Linked DNA regions of Mus musculus: region 2 is linked to region 1. A link is a contact called in public Micro-C data. All regions are on one chromosome and are shown on one strand. Each heading gives the region's core, a stretch centred on a gene start, on an enhancer-like site or on the middle of the called end of the contact. The rest is flanking DNA. Distances are from core to core; before and after follow the strand shown. Region 1 holds the start of Rbms1 (RNA binding motif, single stranded interacting protein 1). Region 2 has its middle 30 kb from the start of Gm33647.

Evidence for each region. A called contact is a pair of places that touch in the nucleus more often than the background predicts.
Region 2: a Micro-C map of embryonic fibroblasts shows a contact between it and region 1, with 3 times the contacts expected there. The contact joins the enhancer-like site here to the promoter of Rbms1 in region 1. A contact is called at or near these places in 1 of 39 promoter capture datasets (3T3-L1-derived adipocytes), 2 of 15 datasets of contacts at CTCF or cohesin (CD8 T cells and the NIH/3T3 cell line), 4 of 484 Hi-C or Micro-C datasets (embryonic fibroblasts, nephron progenitors, uterus and 1 more), 5 of 115 datasets of contacts at active chromatin or transcription factors (the SCID.adh cell line, bone marrow-derived macrophages, craniofacial prominence and 2 more) and 2 of 9 other capture datasets (adipose tissue and pancreatic islet).

What each region holds. Positions count from the first base shown.
Region 1 is chr2:60,877,274-60,884,343 of GRCm38.p6, reverse strand. It overlaps Rbms1 (RNA binding motif, single stranded interacting protein 1), which reads left to right and starts at 2,906. Exons shown (of 14, transcript NM_001141931.1): 1 at 2,906-3,226. The coding sequence starts at 3,158. It overlaps LOC108168762 (a long non-coding RNA gene), which reads left to right. Exons shown (of 2, transcript XR_003953832.1): 2 at 1-1,378.
Region 2 is chr2:60,935,612-60,942,681 of GRCm38.p6, reverse strand. It overlaps a transcript of Rbms1 not described here. Among named protein-coding and RNA genes, the nearest start is that of Gm33647, 30 kb to the left of the region's middle. Within about 2 kb of position 2,536, at least 99 of the 459 cell types and tissues checked have an H3K27ac peak or open chromatin away from gene starts, as enhancers often do. A contact at or near this core is called in 3T3-L1-derived adipocytes, the NIH/3T3 cell line, the SCID.adh cell line and 6 more, where this site is marked.

The DNA.
Region 1 (7,070 bases), core at 1,657-4,156:
GTACACATAGTGTCCGAGGGCTGCTGCTATTCTGAAGAGGAGTCAACACCTCTCTAGGGACAGGAGCTCTCTCCATCGTCTCTCACCACCAAGTGCTCGGGGCTCCTGGTGTCTGCTCTGCTGCTTTCCTGCCTGCTGCCAGGCAGCTTCCTGTTTCCTCATAGCTTCTGCTTCCTCATAAGCTTGGCTTGCATATGGTTCTGGCCTGTCATGGCCTCCTCTCCCCTCCCCCTCCCCTCACCCCAGGCAGCTCTTGCCATTTCTTTCCCTTTCCTAACTGGTTTAGCCCTTGGAGTTTTGTGAATCAAATTCCCAAGGGTTGAGAATCAGATTGGCGAGCTCATGTTTCCAGTCCCACCCAGATCATAGGTCACTGGCCAGTCTGTAGAGTGGCTGCCCCTGGGTCAGATTCCCACAGCTTCACCTAAGGCTGAGGGTGGAGAAGGAGGTACACAGGACAAGGCTCCGCAGCACTGAATTTTCACCCGAATAGCTTGCAGGCTTTCTGGTCAGTTCCTTTAGTTTCTGATGTCTCTTTCAAAATCGACAACAATGAAAGTGGACTTTTCTAGACGGACCTCGCTAGACTCCATCCCTATAATTGCTCATGGATTATCTAGAATTGATTGTGTATGTTATATACAGAGTTTCATATTCCAGCTATTTCCCTTAAGTTTGAATTTTTGGGTTTCTGTGATCCTATTTTGAGGTTGGACTATTAATCTTTTCTTCTTTGTATAATGGCTTATAGATCTACTTCATATTTGGAGCTTTTGAACTCAAGTTTCCTTTTTTTTTAAGTACTACATGTCTATGTTTTTTCTTTTTAAGCAGTTCATGTGAAACTATAAACAGCATGCTAATTCTTAGATTCATTTTAAGTCTTAAGGTCAGTTCTCTTAATACCTCTCAGTATTATTTGCACATTCTACTAGTATCAGATTTATTTTGCCATCTCTTTAAATTTTATCATTTAACATTTTCTTATCTCTAGAGAACTATTAGACATCCAATCGAGTGCTAGCATTTTGGAATAGCACAGTATCCAATGGGTCATGACCCAGCAAGTACATCATGACTTGAGAGAAAAGCCATAAAAAAATTTAATGCTGTTCTTCTGTGGTTTCAATTGTGGTTTCCTAAGAGACCAGTCAGGACAACTGAGGTTGTACACTGGCTTTTTCTGTAGATGACTGGTGGGACTTGTGGTAATAGTGCAGAGGGTAGGATGAAGTAGGGTGTGTCTCGAGTCCTCAGGAAAAGGCATCTTCGACTTGAACAGTTGGAACTAAAACTGTCCACTTTGCATTTGTGCTGGCTCATAGTGAGGAAAGACAACAGGTCACAGCAAAAAAAAAAAAAAAAAAAAAAAAAAAAACCAAAAAAAAAAACAAAACCAATGCATGGAGTAGTAGTAGAAAAACAGTTCTGGGGTCCCCACTAGCTCACAGCCTGGCTGTGCTGTAATCTTTAAACACTTTCAAGGGCAGATATCCTGTGAATTTTAAGGTTTTACTTGCCCAGTATGCACCGAATACCCTAGCCTTTGCTGTTTTTTTTTTTTTTTTAAGTGAAAAGAATTAGGATTATGTGTGTGTTGTGGGTGTGTCTGCTTTCAATAGGCAAGACTTATTATTTCTTGTTACTTTTGCTGGAACTCTGGGGACTTTGGAAGCAGCTGACTAAGTCACCAGCAGGATTTCTGGGAAGTATAATTTTCAACTTTGTTTTCAGAAAAGTCTCTGAATGGCTACACTTTGGCTAGAAAGTTGACGTTCATAGCATCTCTGTGACAGCCAGAGTTTGAGTTCCTTCTCTTGTTAAGACAAGCTGGGATTTTTCATTGTTGTAGCAGATGGGCCTTTCCAGGAAGATGTTAGAAGCCAGGGAAGACCTATGTATGTGTACTGTGGCTGTAATCCCAGAATTCAGGAATACTTGTCAGGGACCCCGTCGCCAATTTAAAGATGGCAACCAGCCCTGGTAACCCTATCCAGAAATGGCTTGCTTGACCACCCTCTTCTGAGGCCTCCACATCAACATGTGTTCAAAGCCTGCTAGCTACATCCAGAGAGGTGACTGCAAAAGGAGCGGCAAGAGAAGCAGTTTTTATTTTTTTTTCCACTTGAGAACAAAGGAAATTACTCCTGTCTTTGTCCCTTTCTTGCCGTCTTTTTAATAACTAGGTTGAATTCCTGTATCTTCTGTCTTTTCCAGGAAGGACAGGTCTCCCCTTTGGATGGCTTATAAGGTTTTCATTGCTTTTTTGATAATGTTGTCTTGAAGGAAAACTCTTCCTCTGTGGCACAAGAATGAAATTGAAAACTTTCCCGGGTGTATTTGGGTGAGGGACTGGAAAGGAAAACACAAAAACAAAACAAAACAAAACAAAAAAAACCCACCCGTTTGCTCTACAAAAATGTAGCATGCTTATAACTGGGGGGCTGAGAAGTGTCCTGGGAGGTAGATCTGGACAGGGAAGTGAGAGTAATTATCCGCGCCTTTTCGGGACCAGGGGCTGCTGTGAAAGATGAAAGAAAAGGCGGGCCATTGGCTTCCTATCCAGGTGTTCCAGCGGTTCCCGAAGCGATGCCCTTAAAAGGGGCAGCCAAGTGGGGTGCGAAGCCACGGCGACGCCTGGCCCAAGGGCCTGGGGTGGCTGCTCCCAGGAATGTGAGGCATGCGGGGCGCCAGAGCCAACCATTGCGCGGGATGGGGGCGCCGCGCAGCCCGGGTTGCCGCCCCAGCCCGGGAGGCCGAGCGCGGGGGCCGAGGCCGGGGGAGCGGGCGCGGCCGGGCGGCCGGGCGGGCGGGAGGCGCGGGAGGGCTGGGCGCGGCACTAGGCGGTGCGCGGCTGCTTCCCCGCCCCCGGCCGGCGCGCTCTCGGGGCGGTGGTTGAGGCGGCGGGAGGTGGGGACGCGGCGGCGCTGCTCGTCCGCTGCCGCCGGCACCGCGCGCGAACTCCGGTCCATGGCACGCAGGGCGGCGGCCCCCGGAGCTGCTCGAGAGTCGCCGGCCGCGCGCGTCGCGCCGCACTTTTAGGGCGGGAGCCGCGAGCCAGTCCCCGGCCGCATCCTCCCTCCGCCTGCCCGGACAGGCGAGAGAGGGAGTTCCCGGAGCGCCGCGGCCCCGGTTGCCTCAGCTCCCCGCGCCCGAGATGATCTTCCCCAGCGGCAGCGGCCACCCCGGCGCTGCCGGCGGCTGCAGGACGCCCTACCGCAAGCAGGTGAGGCTGCCGCGCTCCCCAGGCCTGCGCCGAGCGCGCGGGGCGGTGACCCGGTTTCGGAAGGAGGCGGCGGGCGGAGAGATGCCCGGGGGGACCGGGACGGGGACTGGCGGAGAGGTGGGACGGGCAGGCGCGCGGCCAAGGGCTCCGGCGGCCCGCAACAAGTTTGGGGGTTTCCTGGAGACCTTTGTGTACAGAGGAACTGGGGATACGTCGGGGCAGTGCTTTGCATTGCACTAGGGGACCTCCAAGAAACCTGTCTGATTCATGGGGAACCCGGAAGACGTGTGTGTGTGTGTGTGTGTGTGTGTGTGTGTGTGTGTGTGTGTTCGCGCGCGCCACCCTTCTTATTTTAAAAAAAAAAAAAAAAAGACAAAAAAGAAAAGAAAAACAGGAACTTCTGTCACTTTCTCAAGGTTTTCAGAAACACAGGGAAATCCTGTGATAGAGATACTGGGATAAGCCTGAGTCATACACACGCCTTTTCCTATTCTAATTTTGTTTCATACATTTTCTAACAGATTGAACTCCAAAGGCACTTGAAAGGTTACATCCGAATCCCCTGCCTGGAAAAGGAGTGGAACTGGCAGGTTTTAGTTTCGGTCTTTTGTTTTTAACATCTTTGTTTTTGAAAGAAGGTTACTGAAGCCATGTTGTGATAAAAACCCCACAGCCTCTCAGCAGCAGCAATAACAACAACAAAAACCCTAGCTCTAAATTATGTTAAAAATGTGCAGGTCTGCTCAGAAAAGGTTAAACTCGTTTAGAGGTCAGTGACAGAATGCTTGTTGAAAAAGAAAAGGCAGCATTGCAGATCTTTTCCCTTCGTAATAAATCTCTAGTCTACACCCTCAGCCACAGAGACAGATCAATTAAGTTATCCCAGTAATGATAGCAGCAAAATGCACCCTTCCACGTAAACTGTGGTTCCATTAAGATCCAGATGTGTGGCACTGGAGCCTGCTGAGTTCTTTGTGGCGGTTTGCAGGATTATTGTTCCGGCTGTCCAGCATCAGCCCATCTGAAATGCTTCCTCGGGGTCACAAAGTACTATTTTCTATTTTACTTTCTTTGCCTCTTTTGTTTGTTAAAATTCCCCTTTAAAAGAAGTAAATAAATGTCCCTGGGTTTCAGTGCCCACGATGTCCAAGCCACAGCCTTTCTCCTGGATTAAGAAGTCCAATCTTTGGGTTACAAGTTTAAAATCTTTACTGACGACTTGGCTGAGATAGATATGCACAAGGTCAGGATTCACGGACGGGTATCTCGAAAACTCACTTCATGTGGCTTTATTTAAAATAAGTGCCCTCAGATGCTGTGTGCCAGCGTCAACTTCAGAAGTGAGGCCAATTTACACTAAAGTATTCTCCCAAGCCCTCCTCCCCCCACCCACCTCTCTCTACCTGAAAAGATGGCTAATTATGTTAGGGCCTTGTGTATTCATTTATTTGTTGTCAAAACCCAGCAGGGTGTTAGCTCTGAAATGGGAAAAGGCTCAGAGGGTGAGGCCTTTTGCTGAGAGAGGCTGGAGGTTTGGTTGTGGAGGGGGGCACAGCCTGCTGGCTGGAGCATGCTGATAAGATGCTCTTTTCACAAGCCTCTCCTTAGACTCAAAGACTAAAAGGGCTGACTGAATCAGAAAAACAAACAGACTTTCTTTTTTCTATAGGCAAAGAAAGAAATGAATGTGTAGGCATTATACAGACACAAGACCCTGGGTACCAGTGGTATTTGAGTCAAAGGTTTCTTTTGTTAGTATTTTGCCATTCACTGAAAAAGCACACTTGGAGCGCAGGGACCTGGTTACCGTGAGTGACTTCATGATCTCATCCTGGCTTAGCCTGAATGGGAAATCTAATTAATACTTCTTATAAGATGCTGTGATGCAAAGCTTTGCGCCTTTCAGTTCATAAATGCTTTCTTCAGTTTGCCGACAGAATTGGCAATTTTCAGGCATATAATGCAGTTTGATTTTCATCTAGAAATACACAATCAGCTGTTAGGGGCTGATTTCAGATAACTTCCTTGAGGAATAAAAAGGAGTGTGAGGGATACTTAAATCACCTTTGGAACGCCTACAAGTCAGAATCACTCTTAGTATAGACACACACAGAATCGTGGTAGCTAACGATCACCGAGCACCTTACTACCTGCTGGCTGGCATTTGGAATGTTTCTGTGGATTAACTGATTTCATCACATTGGCAGCGGCCCTGTGTGGTAGGTAATATTAGTCTCTACTTTACAGTGAACATTAAAGCATGGATTAAATAACTTGCCCAGAGTCCATACCACCCAGCGTGCAGAGGCAGGACTTGAATCCTGGCCACCAGGCCTTTGGGACCTCATACTCCAATGGCCTTTTCTGCCATGAACATCCCAGGAAACACCCATGTAGAAATCCTCCGTGCCGGTACCTCTGACTCCCTAGTTCTCCACCCACCCCGTATGTATGTGAGTGTAGGTTGGGAGAGAGAAGGTGAAGAAGGATGTTCAGAGTTTGATCTGAAGGATGAGTTGGTGGTATTTGGTGGGAACATTGATGTCAGCATTTTGCTCCGGTGAGCGATTGTTAGTCCCTTTTGCACTTTACATATGGAGGAGTCACCCAGTTTCTGTGGAAGCAGAGGTGGGCCTTGCTCATCCTTCTCTCCCCAAGGGCTGTAACCAGGGCACCTTGGATAAACAGGATTTTCCTGCATCACAAGCCTGTGGGCACATACATACACCTGCTCAGCTCAGGCCAGTGAGGTGAGTCTGAATACTCCAGTGACTCCTTGCTAGTCAGTGCTAGATAAAGGTTATTAGTTTTAAGTTTCTGAAGAAATGAGCACATCTTCTCACTGTGGGTTGTGACTTGCAAATATGATATTCCTTAAGTAGATACAGTCTGACTCTGTGAAACCAGCGTCCCCCAACGGAAATGAAACCATTAATCACGACGTTGGTAATTGTGAAAATATTTCATTGTGGCTTAAAAGGAACAGGAAGTGCCTCATACTTTAAAAGTCTTTACAGACTGAAAGTGGCTATTTCCAGTTTGATTTCAGGTTCTGTTTCTTGTCTTTTAAAAATCTTACTATCATTATTATCATTATTTTACACTTTTTTCATGTTTCCTTATTTCTTTCATGGCACTTCTTCCTTGCTTTAGTTGACTCAGTGATGTCACGTAGTATGAGTTTTGCAGATCGTGACACGTAGCCAGAGCCATTTTGGCTGAGAATGTTGCCCTAGTGGTCTGTCACAGGGTGTTGGAAGTAGGTGAACCAGTGATCAGAATTTCGGTGGGTCTGCCTCTCCTCAACTGATGGGCTTGCCTTCTCATAGGCGAGCTTAGCAAATCTTGCTCACTCTTGGCGAGCGAGGTACTTGCCACCCCAGTTTAAGTAGATTTACACAATTTGCTGCTTTCTTGAAGATTAACTGGGTGTAGCTGCACGTGAGGAATTCCAGTGATTCACTGTTTGGCCTTGTTTAGAAGATGACATAGAAAGCTGTTGATCACTCCTCGCCAAGCCGTTTCTGCTCACAGCCACTTGTGTTTAGTGGATCCTGTTTTGTAAAGTGTGTAGATTAAAGTTGGGTGGACGATGTTTTAAATTAATAGTGCCCAAGCCAATCCCAACCTTTTTTTTCCCCCCACAAAGGCAAATGTTTAGGCAGAGATTGGAGGCTTGCTTGGAGGAAGTAGCAAGTACAAAATTGGTTTGTGTAAATAAAGTTCCATCTCTTTTTTTATATTCTACTCTGTGCGTTTGTGATTTGGTAGTTTTTTTTTTTTAATCAAAAGCGGTGGGTTTCAGATGCCTACCCATAGGCTTTTGTGAAGTCTACACTCCCAT
Region 2 (7,070 bases), core at 1,287-3,786, 59 kb before region 1:
AATTAACTCACAATGTTTTATGAAAACTATAAAGGATAAAACCACCTTTCTTCTCTAACATGGGTGCAGTTTACCTGTTGCTATGGTAACTAGGTAAACACTAATATAGCTAGATGGGTATGAAATTATTATATAAATTGTGTTGGAAATTCTTCATTGGACCCTTTAAAATAGGCATCTGATTAGAGAAAGAAAAGGCTAGTACCAGAAGGTGCCAAACTTCCAAGGGAGGGAAGCAAAGAATAATAGTCTTACCCAGCTATGACATCTACGAAAACCACCAACCAGCATGGCACCTGTCGATAGGACTAAGGGTGTCATACTGGTGCACATACTTTGGTGGTAACTAGAAAGTACACGGGTCTCACGGTGACTTCTTGTGAAGCCATCAATCTTGGAGGAGACTCTACAACCACTATTACAGCATAATCCTGAAGGCCATCTCAATATTTATCCTGTACCCACAGAGAAGTGTGGTTCTCATCCCCTTCGAAGAAACTTCTCTGCACAACAGAGGCCATATCATAAAACCACAATGTGTCAAAACCCAAAGAACAATGTATCAAAACCCAGTACCAGCGCAAACATGAACACAGAGCTCTTGCACCCAAGGCTCAGAGATCATTGTAGAAGAGTACTTGGAAAGATTGTGGAGCAAGAGGAACAGGAAGTTTGCTGTAAGACTGTGTCTCCTAGAAATGTCAAAGAGGCTACACCCATGAAGTCTCATCAACATGGCTGCTTAAACAAGACCTGAACAGTGACGACAACACAGTGGAGAGCAGCATGGGGGAAAGCCCGGAAGGCCTCAATCCTAGACAACTTAAGAGTGGAGGGGGGGGAGGGGGGGAGGGGATGATCTTCCTTAGGGGAGACCCTTCCAGTTGGCAATCCAATACCAAGTGGTCAGCTCTGAGATCATCTGCACACAGGTGACAGTGAACACACTGAGAAGATTGCATTTAGGAATAGATGTTGCATAGATGAGAAGGTTGCATATATTTAGGAATAGACATTTGTAACAACTAAAGAAAAAGAGGCCATGAATTTGAGAAAGAGAAAGAGGTGCATGGGATGGATGGAGGGGAGGGATTAAAAGAGAAGGGGGAAATGATGTCATTATATTCTACTTACAAAACATTTAAAAAGTCATTGTAGGAAAGAAAGGAAGAAAAGATGCAAGCTCCAGAAGAGAAGTAGTCAAACTCTTTGAATATTGAAAGAGAGTTGAGGGGGTGTAAATGTGCGTCGCTGAGAAAGAGAGTTTTCAGAGCAGACTGTTCGGGTATTTTATACCAATTATGTGCAGCTATTGCTTTGAATAATTTCTCTGCCCTGCTGAGATTTCCTTTTTACAAATCCTGGCGCAATTATAAGATGGAAGTCTGGAATGTATAAACAGTGTCCTTTGAACAGTAAATGAGGCACATTCTTCTAAACTCAAGGGTAGGAATGTGCTACCTCTTACCCTATGTTCTCTGCCTTCCTCTCCCTCCTAATCAAAAGCTCAGAAGCCAGTGTGGAGTTCAACAGTGTATAGAAACGTGACTTCTCTTTCTTTCTTTCTTTCTTTCTTTCTTTCTTTCTTTCTTTCTTTCTTTCTTTCTTTCTTTCTTCTTTGAACAGTTTAAAATAATAGTTCCATCAAATTAACAAAATCTTGAGGTTGCTCTGACATTATAGCCAGTACACTTAATTCCATCTTGGGCGGCCAGTGTTCAGAATTCCTCATTCGGCTCTGTTCTGTTTCCAACCTTAACAGGAGAATCTGTGATAGATTGCCTTCCCCTTTAGCTTTGAAACTAAACCCTAAATCCTGTGCCAAGTCGGTGCACTTGGGGTGTGGGGGATGGGGGGGAATGATACCCTTGGAGCAGAGCATCAATTTCTAAGTTTCTGATTTCCTAAATGCCAGCTGGTTTGTGGCAAAGCAGTGTGTACTGGTGATGGCTAACGGGGTCTAAAACCCTGAAGAGAAGTGAACTGCCACTTGAAGTTAACTGTACAAAGCCCGAACTCCATTGTGTAGCAGAACTCACAGACCTTGCACAATGTTTACAGTAAGGTTTGGAGAGTTGCCTAGTGCTGGACTATATACAATTAAACAACGTGGTTGAACGGCCTTTCATGCTAGCCCTGCCCAAGGGGGGCCAGCGTGCACACGTGATCATTCTTGGAACTCTTAACATAAACAGGAATGCAGAACCTTGATGTGGAATTCCAAGTGCACGCTGGATTTTTTTTTCACATAAGTCCCCATAGAAGCTAAAGATAGCAACAATAAAGGGATCGCCAAAAGTGAATTATTTCTCTGTCAAAGAATGTAGTACTTTTATTTTGTGTGCAACTGAGCCTATGCAATTTTCTTTAAGCTGAGCTCAACATAGGAGAGTGTTTAAATTAATTACAAGATGGATTTTTTTGGAAAATAATGCTGGGAAATAATACAAAAGAATGCTTCCTGGGTCTTCCTGCCATGGTTTCTCTGAAAAGAGCTGGAATGATATGAGAGCTGAAAGTGAAACCAACCACTGGCCAGTTGCAGTCCACGCCATGTTTAAGAAGTTAGATTAGACCAACTTACCATTACAGTTAGCCCAGAAGGGAAAAGTCCTTGATGTTGATGGCGACAATAGGGGGAAACCATACAATGAGCATGATTTATTTAGTCATTTGGGGGAAGGGTGGAAATACATAAGGGATTGATTTATAGTTCTGTTGTCCAGAAATATAAATATATATTTTTAATGTACCTATTGCGTTTTCCCTAAAGTATCTTTCCTTTCAGTTTCTCAGGGGTGTTTGGCTTTGTAGTTCTGAAAAATAGTTTATATTGACACCAACATGAAGCATGGCTCTGTTGTCTGACATGGAAAGACCAAAAGCCGACTCAGTACCAGGATGATCTGAGCTCACCCCAGGCCCCTAGAGCCAGTGGCTCCAGCTGTTTCTGCCTCCAGTTTCTATTCTGTTGTCTGACATCAGGAAGTGTGTTAAGCATGATATTAGAGAGGTTTGAGTGGCTGAATACAAAGTGTTCCTGTTGTGTGTGCAACACAAATGACCACTGCTCACAAATGGGAGAATATGTGATGTATATGCTGGCCCTGGCAGAGCACTTCAAACTATTAAAAAATTACCTCATACATGTAACTTTACATGTTAAAGTTGCCTGTTTGCTTCCCTCTATCTGTCCTGAAACTCACAATTTAGAGTCTATATTATAAATCATGTTTTATCCTTTGATTTTTCTATATTATAAAGCCCCCACCCCCAACTTCTCAAAATCTCATCAAAAGATGTGAAAGTCTATCTTGAGTTAGACAAAAAAATATTCAGGACAAGGATTTGAAGGTACTTGTGAGCGTGAAGGAGGGACTTTGGAGTACTGGCTGTCAGTCAAAAAAGATCACTCTGTTGATCCAAATAGCCTTTAAATAAACAATTGCTAAACTATCTTTAATTGTACCTTTATGTGTTTAGGGTACAGTATTGCATATACAGCCATGCATATTTATGAATTCCAACTGGTTTATTTTTTTTCAAGGAAATAAATAATTTCAAACATCTCTTTCTAGTATTAATTTTTTTATAATGTAGAAGAAAGCTGATTGTGATATTTTCTGTAAACTTTAAAAATAATCTCTCATAAATTAATATTTTCTCTTTTACTGAAAAAAATCCTAATTTAAAAAAATGGTTGCTTTGTAGAAATCTCTCCTTTTGGTTCTCCTTTTGTTGTTATTAAAGGGTGCTAATCTTAGCAAATCAGAGTGACCAGTTTATATGCATCTGAATTCTGTATCTGGTGACATTGTGTTTTCAGCTTCATTGGATTAAGTGACTTTTTTTTCTTCATGGTAAGTGTTGTTCTTTTGAGTAAGAGATCATGTTGGATTGCTACCTTTTCCATGCGATTCTGAGTCACCAGACTAGTGATCCAGCTATGACTGAAAATGTAGTGATCTGTCAGGCATACCTTTACACATATAGAAGGCTATGCATCAGTTGTGCATTTTCTACCTCATCTTCTATGCAGATATTGAGACGACTGTGCACCGCTTCTTTCGAAGGCTGTGTTGATGCAGACATCGAATGAAGTAGATATGGATGGGTCTGAGAAGCCATTCTTGGGTTTAATCACATCACCATTAAATTATGATAAAGATCTGTGCAGTGATACTTTTAAGGAGGCATATTGATCATTTAGAATTGGGAAAGCATAGTCTCTGTGTGTGTGAGAGAGAGAGAGAGACCACAATACAGCGTGGCTGGAATGGAACATAACGACTAACATCACTAATCCAAGACGGAAGTCAAAGATGGCTTCCGGAGAGATGCCTCTGGAAGAAGCAGACAGTAACCCTAGTTTTTGTCCAGGGGAAATAAAACATCCTTTATGGATGAGATGACACTTGTGAACAGTTCTGGAAGATGACAACAGTGGTGGGCAGTGGTGTTTGTTTGGGAATAGGAGAAGAAAGAAGCAGGACAGGGCCTGTGTGTCTTGTGTTCAGACTGTCAGAGCAAAATACCGCTGGCTCTGTGGCACTGGCCACAGAGATGCTTTTTCTCACAGCTCTATGGCTAGAAGTACTTGATTAGTAAGTGGAAGAGAAAGAAAGGTGTTTAATCCCTGCCACAGCTAGCGCACTCTCCAGAGCTAGCCCACTCTCCAGAGCTAGCCCACTCTCCAGAGCTAGCCCACTCTCCAGAGCTAGCCCACTCTTTGGAGGAAGGCATCCTGACTCTGAGGCTCTGTTCTTGTGATCCTATTACCTTCCACTTGGCTGCACTTCCCAGTACTGCATACTGGGATCTATGTTTTCCAGCCCGTTTTGATGGGATACACTGTCTGCAGACCCATTCAGGTAAACCAAATTTTATACACACACACACACACACACACACACACACACACACACACACACACATATATATACACACACATACACACACACACACACACACACACACACACACACACACACACACACACACACTACTTCAATTTAGAATTCCACTTTGTAAGACTGAACACTAGAAATAAATCCTACACAGCTGAGGGAACTTCCCAGCAGGTATAGATCATGGTACAATTAGAATTTATTAACGGAAGGACATTGTTACTAATAACAACAACAATGACAGTCACGATGATGGCTATCATTACCCCTTATTAAATATTTACGCAAGGCAGGCTCCGATCCAGGAATTCATATGTATGCAAATCTGTTAAAATATATAGCTAGGCATGAGTATATTTCCTGGTAGAATAAACAATAAGAATAAAAGGACAGTGATAAGTTAATGTAGTTGCTAAACAGAATAAATTCCATCTACAAATATCCATTTCATGTAATCAGGAAAATAATATGCACTCTGCCGTGTGGGGAGTGATGTTGCTGTTTTATACTGACAATTTGAAATTGTTGATTAACATATGCTAGAAAGTAAAAATAAATTCGGTTGAGAGAATAATATTTGGGGAGTGTGATGTGCAGCTATTCCAAGCAGAACACCAGCTTGAGTCTTCGTCGACACCCGCACAACAGTCGTGTCTGTACGGGTTTCCCATCTTGGCTCTGGAGTGAGTGTCATACTCCAATGAAACCATACTTAACATCATTTCATCACTGAGCTTCAGGTGCAGCTGGTGCTGGCCAAGAGTCTTTTGTTCCGAGTCTCCATTGTCGTCCTCCCTTTCCAGACATGCGACGTGGTTCCGAGAAGCCCAATTTCCATTGTTTTGTCTGTGCGCCGAGAGATCAGCTTTATATTCTTTAGGTTTTATTTTTTTGAAAGGTGTTAATCCCTTGCAGTGTTACACTGAGACGTGTGCATCCTATAATTATACACGTTAGCTTATAGTAACTGGTGTCTCTGCGGAATTGCTCCTGAATTTATATACTTGTGCGAGAGCCAGCAGTAGGCTTGCCAGTAAGGCCCTCAGAGAAAACAGAAGGCGCTCATATAGATTCTAAAATTAATGACACTTTAAAGACGGAGGGTCTCTAAGGAGGTGGCGATCAGTTGTGCACCTACAAAGCCCTGGGTTGTGAATCTGGTGAAGTGACCCATGAAGAAACTACAACCTGCTAGAGAAATGAGCTTAGAAGCCAGCCCCACGCCTGTCTCTCAGTGTTCAGAAGCTCTGTGTGGGCAGAAATCTCAGAGACATGGGGCGAGACTGATGGATGAAGAAGTCTCAGGCATTGGAGATAGATCCTCATAGGGGTTCTGGATTCTGCATCTTTGGCATTTGGAGGAAAGGATGCTTTGAGTTGGACATGAGGGTGAACTTGGAAAACAGCTGGCAAATACCACAAGAGAATGTACTAGTGTGTCAGCCCAGCTGACCCACAAGAAATTTGAAGAGTATTTATTTATAATATGTCTAACTTTTGTATTCTTTCCCTCTTCCAATCTCTCTGTATTTGTTTACAAACAGTTAAGTCAGTCAGCCATGTTTTGGTATCTCAAATGGTTTCCAGAAATGGTCCATAGAGCCGAAGGACCCAAGCTAGGGATGAAATGTTAGCATAAGAAAAAAAGACCTGGATCCAAGTGTCTATTAAGAATGGAGTTTCCACAAATGAAAAAGAAAAAACTGTAATGATTCCTAGTTATATTGTATCTATTTTTAAAAATCCCATAAAACTTTCTCTGCCCTCAGTAGCAATTAATCATGCCCACATAATCTATATATTTAAACCAAAGGAATCGCCTGTCTCACACAGTATATATTGTAATACTGTGTTGGGTGGAAGCTAATAAGAAAAACTAGAAAGTACCTTACTTTGTTTTGTTAAAACTAGAAGATTGAAAGCAAGTCCTTTTCTATCAAAGCTGACTTCCGGTGGATATACCCTTTCATGTTAGATCAAAAAAGTCTGACCTGAGCTCTGGGCAGGGACAATTACTCACCCTCTAGAGCTGTGTGCTACTGCCATATTGGCAAAACAGTCTGAATGGAAACCAGACATAGGCGTGAAGCCACATCCCAGAGGTACCTGTGAGCCAGACTTGCTTCAGGATTTCTGATACTAACATGTGGATAACACTAATCA